Regions from separate parts of the Mus musculus genome. Here regions 2, 3 and 4 are each linked to region 1. The links are chromatin contacts, called in public HiChIP or PLAC-seq and promoter capture Hi-C maps. All regions are on one chromosome and are shown on one strand. Each heading gives the region's core, a stretch centred on a gene start, on an enhancer-like site or on the middle of the called end of the contact. The rest is flanking DNA. Distances are from core to core; before and after follow the strand shown. Region 1 holds the start of Kit (KIT proto-oncogene receptor tyrosine kinase). Region 2 has its middle 130 kb from the start of Gm32558. Region 3 has its middle 130 kb from the start of Gm24502. Region 4 has its middle 81 kb from the start of Gm32558.

Region 1 (2,789 bases), core at 280-2,779:
ACAAATAATAAATAAGTAAACAAATTATAAAAAAATATGTGGGGAAACGATACCAGAAAAAATATTGGTTTGAGGTCTCACACTTAAACACTATTAAGTGTACAATCTTGGGACTTAAAGAACCCCCAAAACAAACGTTTATCTTCTCTACTTCATAACGTTAACTGTAGACCCGGATACTATAAAAACCCAGATTGTTACTGTCCACCCCCGGATAGCCACAGTGACTGTGAAATGTCCCTAGGTAGAAATTGTCTTAAGAGAATTACTTTAGGAGTTGGAGAGTTGGGTCAATTAGTTAAGAACAAGAAAGTTGGCGCATGACTTTAATCCCAGCACTTGGGAGGCAGAGGCAGGCGAATTTCTGAGTTCGAGGCAGCCTGGTCTACAAAGTGAGTTCCAGGACAGCCAGTAACCCTGTCTCGAAACAAACAAACAAACAAACAAAGAAACAAACAAAGAACAAGAGTAGTTGGGCTCCAGGCACCCACAAGATGATACACAAGCATCCGTAACTCTAGTTTCAGGAGATCTGACATCCTTCTGACCTCCCTGGGCACTAGTCACACACGTGGCACACACACATATTCATGTAAGTAAAACACTCATACACATTAAAAAAAAACTTTAAAAGGAAATTATTTTGCTTTTATCTTGCTCCTAAGGCAGACCACAGTCGGATCGAGTTGGGGAAAGGGGGACTCAGAGGGGATGGGGCGGGGGGGGGGTGTTGAGGGTGAGATTAAAAAAATAATTAACACAAGAGAAAAGGCACCCAAATGCAAATAGGTTTTAAAAACCGAGTTTCAAAGCTAACTCCTTCACAGGATGCCTCTGTAGTCCACTGGCCCAGTTTCCACAAGTCTCAGCAGGAGCTTGGCTGGGTGGAGGTCCACGCTGGCCAATAGAAATCAGCTGTATTCTTACAGGTTTCGCAGCAGGTGGAGAAACTGAGCATGAAAAATTACTTAAACGTGGGCTCGGTCTTTTACTGAGGTCAGGGGTGCCACGATCCGTCCTCCTCTACCAACAGGAACAGAAATAAATGTTGGGGACCCAGTTTCCTAATCCCTTCGCCCGGCAATCCCGACTAGTAACACCTCCACCATAAGCCGAATATATTCTCCCCGCTCCGGAGCTTGCTGGAGGGACCGGTGGTTGTCCTTTATTGTCTAGGGAGCACCTGCCAGGTGGCTGGCCCGTACCTAATGCGCTCGTGGCGCTGGGCTTCACAAAGCGCGGGCAGCACCTGCGTGGCCAGCCAGCCGCCTGGACTGAAGGACCACCGATGGAGGGAGAGTGCTAGGAGGAAGAGGATCCAGGGTGGAGGGCCTGTGGGGGCTCCTGGTCTTAGAGGGCACAGCGCCCCCGGGATCAGCTTATTGCAGCCCGAGAGCCCCGGGCACTAGGCAGCGGGAGGGAGTGCGACCCGGGCGGGAGAAGGGAGGGGCGTGGCCACGAGCTGGGAGGAGGGCTGGAGGAGGGGCTGTCGCGCGCCGCTAGTGGCTCTGGGGGCTCGGCTTTGCCGCGCTCGGTGCACTTGGGCGAGAGCTGTAGCAGAGAGAGGAGCTCAGAGTCTAGCGCAGCCACCGCGATGAGAGGCGCTCGCGGCGCCTGGGATCTGCTCTGCGTCCTGTTGGTCCTGCTCCGTGGCCAGACAGGTGGGAAAGAGCGGCAGACAAGAGGACTGCACCCTCTGTGGGCGCAGCCCGGGTCCGGGAGGGGTGCCACCTGGGTGCGTCCGGAGTGGTAGCTGTTGGCTTTTCCCATGCCTACCACCTCGAAGGTGGTAGGCGGCCGCGGGACTCTGGTGGCCCGCCTCGCTCACCTGAGCTGAGAGACCTCAGCCCGGGTGGTGGAGACCCGGGGCCGAGGGTCTTCTGGGAACCCAGGCAGCGAGCTGCAGGCTGCGGGCGAGTTTGGTGATGCTTTTGTGCCGACTGCGCGCGGGTGGCAGGGGCGGGCGGCCTCGGGCTTCGCACCGAGAGCGTCCTCTCTCCGAGCGAGGTGCGGCCACGGCTTCCTTTTTGTTAAAAGTTGCGCGTGGGTGACCGACGCCTGGGACAACCAGCCCACGGGTCCCGGACACACGCCGGGCAAAGTTGGAGAGCCTTTTCTTGCGGCCGCTGCTTCCCCACCTCGGGCGCTCTTTGTGCACAGTGCTGGGGACGCAACTGCAGCCGCTCTCATCGTGCGCGGCGCCACCCGAGGAGACGAATCTCGGGCTTGCTTGCCCCCACCCAACTCCGTTTTTTGCACGGGGAGCACGCGGCGTGAGGCTCTGGGGCGGGACCCCACGAGCCTGTAGGTGGCGGCTATGGGGACAACTTGAGCCGGGCGTGTGGCGAGCAGCCGCTAGGTTGCAGACTTTTTCCTTTTGTAAATCTCGTGCTAGGGGCTCGCCCCTCTCTGCAGCCGCACGGTGTTCGTTGCTGCCACGCGCCAGGGAGCTGCTGTAGCCTACGTTGGTCGCCAGCTTCTGGGAATCAGGGACTGCGTGCGGGGACGCAGCTGTTCTTGCCACCTCGTGCGCGCTGGACCAGGACCGAGTCAGTTCTCCCCAGCTTTGGAAACCTCTGGTTTCAGTGTATGCGACTTGTAATCGCAGGTGGCCGTTTTTTTTTTTTTTTTTTTTTTTTGGAGGGGAATCCCGAGATCCAGAAACCCTCTCCCACGTGATAGCCATACTCAGGGCTGCCTGGGGAGGCTAGGGGGTGGGGGAGAAGGGGTAAGCTTTCTGCAAATAGCATTTGTTTCTTCAAGCTGTTGGGAAAATCTTGTTACCTTTT
Region 2 (3,079 bases), core at 275-2,774, 230 kb after region 1:
TGCCCCTCTAAAGTCTTCTTATCCCTTCTCCTGAGCTCAGAAGCAGTTTTATGATAAACACATTTGCAAAGGAAGTTGAACATGTTCTCTGGGAGACCTAGCTCTTAAAAAAAAAACTCTGTGGGAATCTTGGTCATGACAAACAGTAGATATATAACCTCACTTGGGAGGGTGTGTGTTAGAGAGCCATATGTGGGCACGCTGTAGCATTTGAAAATACAGCTGCATGGTTTTTGACATGCCTCCCGCCAAGAGCTACACTTTGAGCCTGGGAAGAAGTTTTGTGACTGCTTTGATAAATAGAGATCTGCAGAAGAGGTGGTGCTGTGTAGCTCCCAGGGCTGGCTAAAGAGCTGTATGACTTCTATTGAATTCTCTCAGAGCTCTCTCTTCAGGACCCTACAGTTGCTATGAAGGAGATTTGTGTACTCTGAGATCCCTGGTCAGAGAGAGTATTGGATGGATGAGGAGGGCCATTCTAGCCCTGGCTATCAGAGTCTTCCTGCAAAACTGCTGGTCACATGATGACAACCACATGCAAGACCCAAGTGGAATGTACTTAACAGCTTGGCCAACTCTCCATCACAAGCAGATGATGAGTGGCATTAAGCCAGTGCCTGGGGTTCGTACATAGGGAAAAAGAACCTGGAACACACAGACCCACTGCTACTCTATGCTTTGAAATAAATGAAATTTTATCTCCTTTTAACCTTTCTTTCTTATTTGTCAGTTCGTCAGGAACAAAAAGATACCTACTTAATTGGCCTCCTAAAATTTCAACTATATTTACCTCATAAAGAATATCCATTCTCCACTCTGTGGACATAGCAGAATATTAGATCCCGTTTTAATGACTGGGAATGTCTTCTGGGGTGACTAAACTCTATTGTCACTTTGACAGGATTTAGAATCACCAAGGAGACAAACTGGTGTGTGTGTGAGCATGCGCACAGGTGTGATGATATTTCCTAAAAGGTTGAATTGAGGAGGAAAGACCCAAACTGAGCAGCACCCTCTCGTGAGCAGGGAACCAGTATGTTTGCTCAGGTTCTGTTTCCCCTCCTGAGAGGAAATAAAGGCAGGAATGGCCAGGAGCAGAAGAAGCCTCCAGCAGAGGTGAATGCAAAGAGAACAGACTCTCAGGGAGGAAGCGTGAGTGAGACAGCAATTTATGCCTTTGGAAGGTGGGTAGGGGCTTCCCGGGTGTGTGTACATCTTTGGCTGAGGCCAAGGTGCTGGGGCTGCCTCATTTGCATAAGGAGGAATTCCAGGTGCGGCTGAACACGACCTTATAAGTGGAGCGGAAGCTTAACCTGGCTACTGGACAGTGCGACCTGGCTACCTGTGCCTGGGTCAGGGGAGCAGTGATCCTCCCGCCAAACTCAGGACAAGATTACTGGGGTTTGGACCTGCCTCAACCACACTCTTGATCTGGGCAGGCTCTTCCTCCCCAGCCCCACCTGGATGTCATAGAAGAGGAAAGAGAAGAAAAAGAGAACTGAGCACCACCCATCCCCCGCCCTGCCCCCGAGTCATGTGATCAGCTGCTTCAAGCTCCTGAAGCCAAGACATCACTGCCTTGATGAACTGTACCCTCAAAGCTTGGGCCAAAACAAACGTTTCCTTCCTTAAGTCTCTTTTGTCAAGCATTTTGTCAGAATAATAAGAAGAGGAAACTACTAAGCCTTGTGAAAGACCCGAATTGCAATGACTCTTTGTGAGAATGCGCTTACGTTTGCTCAAACCCGGAGCAACATTAACCAATTCACTTCTTCCAAATATCTTCTGGCAGATGTCGTATTCTCCGTGGCTGGAATAATTCATTGTGTTGAGGCTCACTTTCATTTGGATGAATTCAACATGCTTCAGCTTTTTCTTCCAAAAAAGGTTTCAGGAAGTACAGGGGCCTCACAGTTGAGCGTGCATGAGAGGCACGTGGAGGGCCCGCTACACCCATGGCTTCCTGGCCTCGTCTGTGGAGCTGCTGCTTCCGGGAGTCTGAAGTGGGACTAGCCAGGTCACAGCTAACAAGATCCCAGTGTGCTGACGCTGTGATCCAGTGGCCGTGCCTTGAAGCTTGGCCTCTAGCTTGTGCTAGATGGAACCTTTGAGCGCGTTGAGAGAGCTGGGCCACCATTCTGGTTGTCTCATCTTCTAATGAAATGCAAAGATTCCAAGTAAAGCAATGTTCCTAAGAAAAGTGAAGGTCCCTGCACATGTCAACACAGTCTGGAGGATAAACAACAATAACGACATAGGTTTCTACGTGTCTGGGGCCACATGGTCAGGAAACTGGCTTAACGAGATTGGCTGTGGACTTAAGTACTAATTTTTTTTTCAAAGTCCCATAACAACATAATAACATGGCAGCTGAAGGCGGCACCAGAATCCACTAATTCATTTTCTGTCTGTTCCCTCTCGGATCCTTATTCTTCCCAGAAGGTTCTACAGTGCAGAAATAAAAAAGAAATAATTACCATGGGCCTAGTGCTATACACATGTACGCAGCCAAAGCCACTTTCCTAGAAGAGTAGAGACACTTCCTGGGTGGGACAATTAATCAAACTGAGGTCCAGCATCACTGGAGAAAGGGGGAGCTGTAGCCCCTCCTTTACAAGCTGAGAATATCGAATGATTTAATACATATAAAGCTCTTAGATGCAGGCCAGCTTCGTAGAAATTATTTTCTTTTCTCCCCATTTTAAAGATGGCTCCCAGGGTTCTGAGCATGTGGGAACAGACATCACCTGGGTTGACACCTTTCTCTCACTCCGGGGGACTTAGGGTCAGATGTATGTCACCTCTACCTGCGAAAAGCATTGCTGATGGAAAACAGCACTGTCTCAGACAGAGCGCTCATGGAGACTGTGCTGTTGTCAGAAAGACCAGTTCGGCCACAGCAGGATCCTTTTTGAGGCTCTTCACGCACATGAGAAAGGATCGAATGCAAAGCAGGAATAGGTGGATGTCACCTGTGGGTGGGGGACAGTCCTGCTGCTGCCATCCTTCCCTGCTTCTGGGTTCTGTGTCTCCCTTCGGGCTTTCCGGATCTTGGGATAAATAAAGTAAGACAAAGAGA
Region 3 (3,120 bases), core at 125-2,624, 150 kb before region 1:
GCCTTCTTCTGGTGACAGTTTAAAGAGTGTCCTTAGGAAAAGGTCAATGATCATCATGTCTTCCACTGGCAAGTCCGTAAGAAAGAATAAGCCTTGAAGTTCTTTATAAAGGTCACTCCACTCCCCACCTCTGGGCTTGGCCAATGGTCTTGCAGCTGCAGGCCTTGGACTCAGGACTTCCAGAAATCCTGGAAGGCCATCCGCACCACTCTTGGTAAAGGAATGGCCTCAGCTGCTATGCGAGGTCCTGGGAGAGAGCTTGGAGAGAAGCCATTCCTCAGGGGAAGATGACCTAGGCAGCCCCAGTACATAACGTCAAAGTGATTTGTTAACCACCTCAAACGGTTCACCCAGCTCCACGCGTGTTGCAAACATAGTTGCATTCACCGGTAGTTATGGGACACCAGTCCCCATTGTCATTAGTTATGAGACACCCATCACAGTTGTCATTCACTCTTCCTGACTGCCAGCAATTAATTTCACTTAACAAATATTTATTGACTGTAGACTAGAGCACTGCACGGGGAAAGTGGGCTCCACCACGTATACAGTGAGCTGGCTTCAGCCCTGGTACCGGAGGCAAACAGTAAACAAGCAAATTCCTTAGGCATTTATTACAATTAGAAGCATATTTACTATGATGCTAATGAAGCATAAGCTTTGGGGACCTCTGGCTTGCACAGCCTACTCAGAAGGTCCTGAAGGGACTGAGTCGAGCGCACATATGGGGGGTGGGAAGTAGGCTAGTAATTTATGCATGAGCTATGTTTTGTAACATTGGCAAAAAAAGCAATATATCTGTGTATCCTTTCTTATAGAAGGTGCCCCGAGTGTATAACCTCTTGATTGCAAGGTAAGGAGCTGTGCATAGATTACTTACCTGTGAACAGCAGTGAAAACTGCATTCTGGCCTTTTGTGGGAAAGCAACTGTGAGCCGCCTCATCTGCAGTTGCTATAAACAAACCAGTTCTCATTTGCCTGTTTTCCTTTCCCAATTGCTCCAGGTTTTCTTAAATGCAAATAGGAGTTGATAATGCTCAGCCTCGGGAGCAGGGGCGGGTGGGTGGGTGGCAGAGAAACTTTTCCACCATTGGAAAGTAAAATTCATAAGTAAACAGAAGAGCAAACACATTGTTTGCTGAAAAGCAGCCTGCTCTGTCTTCGTGGCTTCCTTGCCACAGAGAGAAAGAAGGGATGGGGGAAAAATGACTTTTCAAAACAGCATTGAGAGTATTCAAGGACAGTTGAATTAGGATCTGAGGGAGTTAAAAGTGCAGAAGTGAGAAATAAAAGGGAAGGCATAAAGGGAGAGGCCCCCTGAGCCAGCAGGGCCTGGCTTGCAGGAAGGGGTCGGAGGGCTTCCCAGGAGATCGTGGTAAAACCACAAGGCAAAGTGGGTAGCAGCCGCCGGGCAGCCGCAGCCTTGACAAAGATGGATGTGCACATCCTCTCCGATGTTGCATAGATAGCAGCAATGATTGGGGAGATTAAAGTGAAGATTTTAAGTCCGTTTTAGTTAAAGGCTTCAGAAAGCCTGGGTGACCTTAGAGATAATCTCTAAGACAGATCAAGGAAGAAATGCCTCCTAGTTTTAATCTTTAAAAATATATTTATTGCTCGTTTGAGAGTTTCAATGTACCTTGATTATATTCACCCCTACTGTGTTCCCTAATTCCTCCCAGATCCACCTTCCTACCTGTCTCTACTTCTTGTCTTCTTTTTACAAAATAACCTATTGAGTCCAATGTCACCCATAAATTCCTGGGTGTACTTCATCCACCAGAGCACAGTCTACTTGCCAGGGGCCACACCCTAAGAGAAAGTGAATTCTCCCTCCTACTACTTCCACCAACTGGGCCCTGATCCCTAAAGTCTCTCTTACCTTCCAACAGCACCAACAGTTGGGTCCAAACCATAAACATATGAGCTTCGGGGAGATGTTTAAAATCTAAACCACAACAATAAGCAAAAAGCTACTTTCTACTTAATATACCATCGTTTCCACAAAGGACAAAAACATGGCCACAGTACACAATGAACACTGCTCGGAGGAGCTGAATTGTGTTCTTCCAAATGCCTGTATTGAAGTGTGAGCCTTTCACACGTCACTCCAATATGTCTGTGTTGTATGTGAGACTAGGGCTCAGACACACAGCGAGATGACCGTAGGAAGACACAGAGAGAGAGTAGCCACCCAGACCACCAAGGTGATGGGCCTCAGGAACACAAACCTTGCTGATACCTGATATCAGACTTGTAGCTCCCAAACTGTGGAAACACATCACTGGTCTGTACGTCAGCATTTGTTACAGCAGCATTAGACGACTAATACAAACCAGTACTGATGCCAGTGGTGGTGGAACTCTGGGTCAGGAATGGCCCTACAGAAAGAGCCCTGGTGAGCCTAGACAAAAAGCAGTGCCCATTGCTTTCCTGAGACCTTTGCTCTGTGTGTACACTGGTTGTTCCAGTTTTGTCTTAATGTAGTGAAACTCCACTGTTTCCCTGTTGACAGGGAGGAAGTGAGGGAAGAACTTGCATGGTTACTCTGAATGTAAAGTGATATTAATGGGTGTCTCCTTTGTCTTACAAAGTAGAACATAACTTACCAAATGACTCAGCAGCTCCTCTCCAAGAAATTTTACCCCAGAGAAAAATTTTAAAATGCAACAGAGAGACATATATGCAAATGGCCATAGCAGTTTTATTCTTAATAGGCAAACTAAAAATCTAGATGTCAATCACGGAGAGAGTAAAAAGTAAAACTGTGAGAATCAATGGTTGCTGGAGGAGGGAGAGGTGATTTCTTCAGTGGTGTAGCCACTAGCGAGTCTCCAGTGCTCAAATAAATAACTTGTCACCCAAGCTCCTGTACGCAACTCTGTTTAAACTCTTTGCCTCACCAAAAGGAAAGTGGAGGGGCCCTTAAAGCAAAAAGAGAGTAACGAGGAAACGGGAGATGACTGTGATCAAAATAATTACATACGTGTCTGAAAATATCATAATGAGATACTATGCGCAATTAATATATGCTAATAAAACTTTTTTAAAGTCTAGAAAAACACAGTGATGTAGTCCTACAAGAAAATGCTACTCAGCAATAAAAGTGGATAAAATCC
Region 4 (2,934 bases), core at 30-2,529, 180 kb after region 1:
AGCTATACTGCAGGGATAAAATCCTTAGCCAGACCAAATCCTTGCCCAGGCGAATACGGCAGGCCTGGAATATCTCCTCAGATCGAGAGCCTCACCACCTTCTTTGCATGGCACTTCAATCTTGGGTAACTTGGTAACTTACCCAAGGTTACACAACTAATAAGTAGAAAAGCTGAATTCAACTTCAGGAGGCATGAGTTCACAGTCTGTGGATATAATCCCTAACTACATCACCTCTACCAAGATCTGCCATGCCTAGGGGCAGAAGGAATGGATCTGTGATGCTGGAAGTCCAGGCAAATCCATGGGGACGATACGCAGGGCTCAGCAGTTCTTGACACCCTCGCATCTCCTTCTGCAGGAGTCCATTGGGTCTTCCATGAGTCTCCGGGTGAGATACACAGGACAGCTGAGCTGTAGGTAGTGTTTTTCAGGTCTCACAGTATATTTTCCCAGGATGTCATTATCCCCGCAGATCAAATGCCCCCAGAGGAAGCCGCTCTCAGTCCTTCTAACCAAATAAGCATGTTCACACTTCCCAAGATCTCTGATTATGTGCCTGAATAGGAAATTCAGTTTCTGATTAATAAGCATCTTTGCCTTTATGTTTCTACAGAAAGCATTTTGTGCTAATAATAAGATGCTTAATAATGAGATGCCCATCAATGGAAGGGAACCGGCAATGGGGAAACAATGTCGGACCATGTTTAAATGTCACTGTTTTAAAAATGCCCACTTGAAAGAATTGTTCCCAAATCACTAGGTGTTGCAAAGTAGAGGATTTTTTGGTTCTTTTTTTCCCTTCTCTCTCTCTCTCATTTTACTTGTGTTTCGGGTCTGGTTTGCATTTTTTTCCAAAAGGTGCTGGGTCTGGAAGTAACAGAGCATCCAGGCTGGCGGAGCTCACCGTGTGACATTGCTGCCAAGCTCAGGACAATCTGCTTCTCCCTCTGTACCCTCAGAAACTCCATCCCTACATTCCCAGCCTGACACATGCCAAGCTTCCCCATTCATCCTTGCCTGTCATTAAAGTGTGCAGCTAAACAGTGGGTTGGAGAACACATCATCTAAACTGTCCAAACACGGACTCAAGTGTATGCAAGAGTCCCGGACTAGATTCAGGGTGTGGAAGGAAAGGGATTCAAATTGGCCAACAGTCAAAATGTCATTTAAAAAAGCAGACACACAAAAAAGCCGAGCCTGTGAAAAGAGCTAGATTGACGCCCATTAGTGCACACAGACTTGAGTCCTGTGGCTTCTGAGCCCTGGCTGTGCTTGCTTCCTCTGCCTTGCTTGCTCTGCTCGTTGACTGGGAAGTGACAGCAGCCGAGGTCCTGCGCTGAATGGAACCTGACTACAGCCTTCCCAGCTCCTGCCCTAAAATCCACTCTATCTTAGCTATCTTAGTGAGGTCAGGCTATGGGTGGATCCAAGCAGCCACTTTGGCCTTTCAATATCATCTTATATAGGCACTTAAAGTGTAACTGCCTCTCTGGCCAGTGAAGAAGAAGCAACTCTAAATGTGCCGAGGCTTAACCCAAGGAGGGGTTACTTGCCATTCACGATGCTTGAGTGTGCCCACCTGAGTTCGGGTGCTGAGACGGAATCCCACTTGCCAGTGTGGTGAGCAGGGAACTTCAGGAAGCCACTGGGTCGTGGGGATTCTGCCTTCACGACCAGATGAAGGTTGTTACTGCAGAGGCAGGGTGGCCTCCGTGTGAGTGGAGTCCCTGTAAGAGAGCAAGTTCATCCCTGCCTTGTTCTCTTGCCTTCCTGCCTTCCACCACAGGATGATCCACCATGTGGAGCACGAAGACCCTCATGAGGTGCCAGACTTGACATTGAACTTTCCAGCTTCCAGAACGTTAAGGAGTAAATATTTTTCCTTTATGAGTTGCTACATCCGTAGTATTCTATTATAACAGCACAAAGCAGGTCAGAGCACCATCATACTTCCTGGCCTTCACAGTACAGTGGAGAAGTCCCACTCACCACAGACCTCGGAATTCAGACTGACAGAAGGACCATCTCTCCAACACTGCTCCACCAAGAAGCCTGGTGTGCTTACAAGGTGACAGGAAAGTGACACCATTAAATATTCTCAATACTCATTGGTCAAAATCTATCATATGAACCTGTATAATCACAAGAGAGCTGCGCTACAATGAACACAGTTTAACCAGCACAGCACAGGTGCCTGTGTCCCGTCTCTAAGGAGCAGGTTGAAACACGTAACTAAGCCAATCCTTCGGCCCAGCCATGCTGTAGAATTGATGTATGAGTTATTAGGATACAGGAAGACCCTTGAGGTTGGATGCTCTGTGAAGCCTAAAGCCGTATCTTTGTTCTTACGTCAGAATTGATCAGGATCCCTTACTTATCTCCAGAATAATCAACTCCTATGTTTATCCTTGTTTTTTATTATTATTATTTTATGGAAACTGAGTTTGCTACCCCTTTCCTGGCTCAGGGGCCTCTGCACTGGGGTGGGGAAAAACAATAGATTCCTGGAGCAGAGCCCTCAGCAACCTGCGTGCCGACTTGAGTTTTAACGTCCATATCCTGCAAAAGGCCTGTGAGAGCCGCAGTTTCTGCGCACCGCTAAGATCCACCTTCCCAGATCTCCGTGGCTATTTTTAGAATGTATTCAGATACATTCTGTGATACATAAAAATAGACATCCAATTAAAAAAACTGTACTGCATTCATTTGATCGCTTACGTACTTTCTTAACAGCTCCTCTAAACGTTCCAGCATAACTTGAGAGGGGCTGAGGGCCATGGGTGGTCAGCTAGGATTATTTTTTTTAACCTTCCTTTCCATAAAGGCATAAAGAAGCCTCCCAGTCTTGGGACCCTCTGTCCCCTGTGTAGCAACTAAGCCACCTGTTCCCCCGTCCCAAGATTTCTGTATACTGAACCTGTCTCCATAGAT

The links. Promoter capture Hi-C pulls out the DNA fragments that hold promoters and counts their contacts. HiChIP or PLAC-seq counts read pairs in DNA pulled down with a chosen protein or histone mark.
Region 2: an H3K27ac HiChIP or PLAC-seq map of the HPC-7 cell line shows a contact between it and region 1, with 8 times the contacts expected there. The contact joins the enhancer-like site here to the promoter of Kit in region 1. A contact is called at or near these places in 2 of 39 promoter capture datasets (both in liver), 1 of 484 Hi-C or Micro-C datasets (nephron progenitors) and 9 of 115 datasets of contacts at active chromatin or transcription factors (the HPC-7 cell line, cardiomyocytes, embryonic basal ganglia and 6 more).
Region 3: a promoter capture Hi-C map of the HPC-7 cell line shows a contact between it and region 1, with 6 times the contacts expected there. The contact joins the enhancer-like site here to the promoter of Kit in region 1. A contact is called at or near these places in 2 of 39 promoter capture datasets (the HPC-7 cell line and HPC-7-derived erythroid cells), 1 of 484 Hi-C or Micro-C datasets (nephron progenitors), 5 of 115 datasets of contacts at active chromatin or transcription factors (embryonic forebrain, embryonic stem cells, fetal liver and 2 more) and 1 of 9 other capture datasets (pancreatic islet).
Region 4: a promoter capture Hi-C map of the HPC-7 cell line shows a contact between it and region 1, with 2.8 times the contacts expected there. The contact joins the enhancer-like site here to the promoter of Kit in region 1. A contact is called at or near these places in 6 of 39 promoter capture datasets (3T3-L1-derived adipocytes, the HPC-7 cell line, hematopoietic stem and progenitor cells and 3 more), 7 of 484 Hi-C or Micro-C datasets (the G1E-ER4 cell line, cumulus cells, group 2 innate lymphoid cells and 3 more) and 4 of 115 datasets of contacts at active chromatin or transcription factors (embryonic forebrain, fetal liver, large pre-B cells and 1 more).

The regions. Positions count from the first base shown.
Region 1 is chr5:75,573,458-75,576,246 of GRCm38.p6, forward strand. Kit (KIT proto-oncogene receptor tyrosine kinase) reads left to right here and starts at 1,530. Exons shown (of 21, transcript NM_001122733.1): 1 at 1,530-1,661. The coding sequence starts at 1,595.
Region 2 is chr5:75,807,232-75,810,310 of GRCm38.p6, forward strand. No RefSeq gene overlaps it. Among named protein-coding and RNA genes, the nearest start is that of Gm32558, 130 kb to the left of the region's middle. Within about 2 kb of position 1,525, at least 28 of the 459 cell types and tissues checked have an H3K27ac peak or open chromatin away from gene starts, as enhancers often do. A contact at or near this core is called in the HPC-7 cell line, where this site is marked.
Region 3 is chr5:75,428,092-75,431,211 of GRCm38.p6, forward strand. No RefSeq gene overlaps it. Among named protein-coding and RNA genes, the nearest start is that of Gm24502, 130 kb to the right of the region's middle. Within about 2 kb of position 1,375, at least 2 of the 459 cell types and tissues checked have an H3K27ac peak or open chromatin away from gene starts, as enhancers often do. A contact at or near this core is called in the HPC-7 cell line, where this site is marked.
Region 4 is chr5:75,755,207-75,758,140 of GRCm38.p6, forward strand. No RefSeq gene overlaps it. Among named protein-coding and RNA genes, the nearest start is that of Gm32558, 81 kb to the left of the region's middle. Within about 2 kb of position 1,280, at least 9 of the 459 cell types and tissues checked have an H3K27ac peak or open chromatin away from gene starts, as enhancers often do. A contact at or near this core is called in the HPC-7 cell line, where this site is marked.